Regions from separate parts of the Oryctolagus cuniculus genome. Here region 1 is linked to region 2. A link is a contact called in public Hi-C data. All regions are on one chromosome and are shown on one strand. Each heading gives the region's core, a stretch centred on a gene start, on an enhancer-like site or on the middle of the called end of the contact. The rest is flanking DNA. Distances are from core to core; before and after follow the strand shown. Region 1 has its middle 130 kb from the start of TGFB2. Region 2 holds the start of TGFB2 (transforming growth factor beta 2).

What was found. A called contact is a pair of places that touch in the nucleus more often than the background predicts.
Region 1: a Hi-C map of skin fibroblasts shows a contact between it and region 2, with 2.7 times the contacts expected there. The contact joins the enhancer-like site here to the promoter of TGFB2 in region 2. A contact is called at or near these places in 2 of 6 Hi-C or Micro-C datasets (psoas muscle and skin fibroblasts).

The regions. Positions count from the first base shown.
Region 1 is chr13:32,757,245-32,759,944 of mOryCun1.1, forward strand. No RefSeq gene overlaps it. Among named protein-coding and RNA genes, the nearest start is that of TGFB2, 130 kb to the left of the region's middle. Within about 2 kb of position 1,412, at least 1 of the 8 cell types and tissues checked has an H3K27ac peak or open chromatin away from gene starts, as enhancers often do.
Region 2 is chr13:32,629,862-32,632,561 of mOryCun1.1, forward strand. TGFB2 (transforming growth factor beta 2) reads left to right here and starts at 1,297. Exons shown (of 8, transcript NM_001082660.1): 1 at 1,297-1,642. The coding sequence starts at 1,297.

The DNA of each region.
Region 1 (2,700 bases), core at 162-2,661, 130 kb after region 2:
TTAACAGTGACTAGAATGAACTATTCCTTGCACAGAATGGTGGCTGTGTTTTGGTTTTGTAACAGTCTGCAGAATTTTCTTAGGTGACACTTGGCTGTCTTTTTCCTTTCAGGAATTCCTACAGACACTCTGTCCTCTCAATTGTCATGCCATGTTCCTTGGCATTTGACTCCCTGTGAGAGCACCGACACAGTGTGTCTTTTCTCTTTCCTTTCCTTCCTGGCCCCGTTGACTTCTAGGTTTGGTCCTGTGTTGGGCCATGGAGAAGTAAACACCTGGGACTGAGGGCTCTCTGACATTTCTTGCTTTTCTCTGGCTGCTCTAGTCACGTCACATTCTTTCTCAAACTTCCCTCGGAGAGGAGAGGAATCAGCCCTTGGCTTCTCTTCTTCCTCCTTCCTTCTTTTCTCAGGGCTGCTTTTCAGAGCTTAATTCAGTAAAGCCATTGTCTCCATAAGCAAATCCACAGGGTCAGCTCCCCTTTCCAGACCGCTTCCTGCTTGTCTCTTTGTGAAAGACCATTCTCCTTTTCTCTCGGTTTCTCTTAGTCAAGGATAACATTTCAGACCCAATATTGTTAAGACAAAAACTCTAAAATATAATGTAACAAAGAGTTATGTGTTAATATTTTATTGGCTTCTGGTGGTGATGAAGCTCCTTCATTCTGTGACTAAATTGGAACCAGGAAACAAAGACAGCAAGTTCAGAGGGATTTTAATTTATACAGAGTTCCATTGCAGCAACTGAATGATTGTGGACACAAAAGGGGCAAGTTTCAATGAAAAATAAGAGGCCCTCTTTTATCTAGTTCTGCTGGGAATTAGGGGATGGATTGTTACTGAAATTGTGCTGCCAATAACACCTTATACTAATTTTAGGTGTTTAAATCTTAGTATATATATATATATTTTTTTTGCTGTCATGCTGAGTAAGGCACACAGCTATGGCTTCTGTGGAATTCTTTAGAGCATGGCCCTTATCATCAGTGACTTGCTAGGCATAATTTTCCCTACCGGGCCCACCCACTGCAGGACCCAGGAGAGCCTCAGATTGTCTTGGCAGTCAGCTCATTCTCCCTTTCTCCTTCTCCAAAGGAAGCATCCGCTTTTCCTTTAGAGAAAACAACTCTTTTTTCTTAAAGTCTAAGCAAGCACTCTTTGGAGACAGCTTCAGGACTTCCACTGGGAGAAGCCGTGTGCCTGGAGGCAGCTGCACACCACAGTTAAGAGATTAGGCTTTGGAACTTTATCAGTGTAGGACTGAGGTCCAGTCTCAATGACTATAACCTTTGACAAGTGGCAAAACCTCTCCGTGCCTTGGATTCCTTGTGTATTAAGTGGGAATAATGTAGCACCCATCTCATAAGCTGGCTGTGAGCATGAGATGAGAGAATCATGAAAAGTACCTGGCACCAGCAGACGCTAGCTATTTTTATCTATGATCTACTAGGTAGAATACTTCTGTGCTTTCCCCAGTCTGAAATGGAGATGCCTTCACAATCCTTCGTCTTTTAAGTGCTCATGATTAGCCATCCATCAGGTCCAGTGCTTCTAAAACAATGAGAATAACAATTATATAAGTTGTCTCTGCAGAGCTTTAGATCCAGAAATTTTGACAAAAAGAGCAAGACGATTATAAAGCAGAGCATTTCCAGTCTAGGGTTATAGCTCCCTCCCCTCTCCCTGTTCCATAAAATAGTAAACTTTTACAATCTCACAAGAGATCCAGGTAGTAACATGCGGATGGAATTTAAGAGGTCAGGAATGGAGTAAGGAGAGGTTTTAGAGCTTTTCTGGCTCTAATATCAAATCATCCCTAATAGGGGAATCTTTAGCTGAATTACAAACTCATTGAAGGTCTTATTCATCTCTTGAGGCAGAAAGGTGGGGTTGGAATTGATAGTGATATGAATACGAATGTATTTCACAATGTTCATGGAAAATGGAATTAAAAAGAAAATATGTTGTTACAAAATATTTTGAGATCCATCCACAATTTTTCTCATAATACACATTTCCTGTGAATTTTTCAAGGCTCTTCAATTGCATAGGTTTCAAAATTTTTGTAGCAAAGAAAGCTTATCATTTAATCCAATATTTCTTCAACTTTTTGAAGTATTTCAGTATGACAATTTCCTACTTTGCTTCAGGCTTATCTGAGAATCCCACTGTTCTCTGAAAGTATACCTGCTCTCCTAAATATGTAAATATTTAAATTAAATAATATTTAAATAAAATATTTAAATAAAGATTTACTTATTTATTTGAAAGTCAGAGTTACACAGAGAGAGAAAGAGAGGCAGAGAGAGAGAGAGGTCTTCCATCCACTGGTTCATTCCCCAATTGGCAGCAGTGGCCTGAGCTGAACCCATCTGAAACCAGGAGCCAGGAGCTTCTTCCAGGTCTCCCATGGAGGTGCAGGGGCCCAAGGACTTCAGCCATCTTCTACAGCTTTCCCAGGCCATAGCAGAGAGCTGGGTCAGAAATGGAGCAGCTGGATCTCGAACCAGTGCCCATATGGGAAGCCAGCACTCAGGCCAGAGCATTAACTCGCTTTGCCACAGCGCCAGCCCCCCTCCCTTAGTTTTAACACACATTTAGCTCTTCCAATTTTTTTTCATTCATCTGATAAACTCCTAAGTATTGTATTTATAAGATGCTTAGAAAATAATAATTAGAAAATCATTGAACAAGATATTCC
Region 2 (2,700 bases), core at 47-2,546:
GAAGCTCCCAACAAGAGAGAGAAATAGAAGGAAGGAAAGCGAGCGAGAGCAGAGCAAGAGCGCAAGTGAAAGAGGCAGGGAGAAGGATGGAGAACGTCAGAGTAACGGTCTAAGGATCCGTTCGGGAACTAACGGGGGCTTCCCGGCTGCAGAAAGGCAGAGAAGGAACGAGAGTCTATTTCAGGGTGGCAAGTGCCTACCTCCCCTAAGCGAGAAGGTCTAAGTGGGAGAGAAACCAGGAGAGGTTGGAAAAGGGTGGGAGTCCAAGGGAGCCCCTTCGCGACCCTCTTAGGAATAAAACTCCCCAGCCAGCGTGTCTCCCGGGCTGCTGTTGTGGTCCGCAGGGGGTGCAGGCGGCGGCGGCGGCGGCTGATCTTCTGGTGCCGGGTTGGCTTCTGGAGCGAGAGCAGAAGGAGGTGCAGGAGAAGGAGGGAGCTGGAGGCTGGACGCGTTTGCCGGCGGCGGCGGCGGCGGCGGCGGCGGCGGCGGGACCGACCAGCAACGTGGAGTAACCCTGCGGCCACAGCGCGGAGCTCCGGGAGCAGGATCCTCGCCCCCTCGGCCGTGTCCACGGCCCCTGCAGCACCCGATCGCGTCCCGGGCGCCGTGCGAAGCGCATCCGCCTCCTCGCGGCGCGCCGGGCTCGTCCCCAGAGCGCGCACGCGCGCGCGCGCGCACACACACACACACACACACACACACTCATACACACACGTGTGCGCTCCTCTGCCCTGGAGCTGCCGCTGCCCCTGCTCTGAGCGCCGCAGTGGAAGGCACGGCCGAACCGCTCTTTCTTTAAATATATAAATTACTGCTCGGGTCAGCCTCGGCGGCGCCCCTCCAGTCAGGTCGCCAGCTGCCAGCCCCGGGACCTTTTCATCTCTTCCCTTTTGGCCGGAGGATCCGAGTTCAGATCCGCCACTCGGCACCCGGGACTGACACACTGAACTCCATTTCCTCCTCTTAAATTTATTTCTGCCTTATAGCCACTCGTCCCTTTTCCCCCCACCTCGTCACTCCAAGAGAATCTTTTTTTCTTGCTTTCCAAAGTCAGGGTTCCCCCTGCCCATGCCTTATTAATGTTTCCAGTTTGGGAACTCCTTGCATTTTCTTTTTGAAGGAATTCAAGCAAACTACATTTTCTATCTGGCATCGACCCTCGATCGTTTGCAAAAGTTTCGCATTAAAAAAACAAACAAACAAACAGCTCCACCTGATCTGCACTTTGAGAATTGTTGGTTTCTTTTTATTTTTCATTTTTTAAAAGGACTTTTTTCTACCTTTTTTAAAAAAAAAATGCACTACTGTGTGCTGAGCGCTTTTCTGATCCTGCATCTGGTCACGGTGGCGCTCAGCCTGTCTACCTGCAGCACACTCGATATGGACCAGTTCATGCGCAAGAGGATCGAGGCGATCCGCGGGCAGATCCTAAGCAAGCTGAAGCTCACCAGCCCCCCAGAAGACTATCCCGAGCCCGAGGAAGTGCCCCCGGAGGTGATCTCCATCTACAACAGCACCAGGGACTTGCTCCAGGAGAAGGCGAGCCGGAGGGCGGCCGCCTGCGAGCGCGAGAGGAGCGACGAGGAGTACTACGCCAAGGAGGTCTACAAGATAGACATGCCGTCCTACTTCCCCTCCGAAAGTAAGTGCCCAGTCTCGTTCGCTTCCGTGCCCCGAGGTGTCGCGCTGCCCCGCGCTCGCACCGCCGCGACGGCTCCGGGGCTCGCCCACCCTGCTCCGGTTTCGCTGAGCTGCGCCCCGTCCACCTCCAGTCCAGCCGTGTCCTTGAGAGTCCGCAGACGTTAAGACGTGCGCTTTCTACTTTATTTTCTCCATCTCTCCCTCCCCCACTCCCCCCTAACGCCTCAGTCCTTTATAAGGCGGAATTCTCCTGTTCTCGTCCCTGAAATTCCATCCTGGGCCACCAACTAGGAGTCCGCCCTGCTCTGTCAAACCGTGAGGCGCTCCCTGGGGCAGAGTTAAACCGGGAAATCTTGGTGGGTTTGTTTTCTCTGCTCCGATTGGCGTGGAGCGCGCCGAACTGGTGCACGAAGGGTTAAAATAATGTGGCTCAAAACTATCCTCTCCGGAAGGCGCCCCCTTTCCGTGCCGACCTATCAGCTGGTTCACCAAGCCTTTTCCATTGTCTCTAACTCCCCTCAAAAATGTCAGCATCGCTCAGACAAAACCTGGTTTGGAGACCCTTCCAAAAATCTACCTGGAAACCCTCAGTGCTCGCTGTGCCTGTTGCCAGCGCTAGGTGTTTACGTTCCCCTGAGGCAGACTCTTGTAACCATGTCCTCTCTGATTTCACCTGCGGTGGTAGAAAGTTCGGCTTAGTTTTTGTGTTTAAAAGGCTTTTATTGCTGTATATTTTTTTTTTTTTCAGAATTCACCCAAACCTGCCTTCTTAAAATCGCCAGTGTAGCAGATCATTTTTCCTACGGGTTTATCTTCATCTTTTTTTTTTTTTTTCAGTCGTGGGCACTGTGCCCCTGCTCTTTGATAGGCTTCTACATTACCTTTGGTGCATTCCTAAATCTAAGATAGAGTAAAGAAGGCTGATCAAGAAGAGAGAGAGAGGGAGAGAGGGAGAGAGAGAGAAGGAGGAGAGAGGGAGGGAGAGAAGCAAGGGAGGGAGGGAGGAAAAAGTGGCTTCTCTGAGAGCAGTGCCCTCAAATTCAGCTGACATCCAGTAGC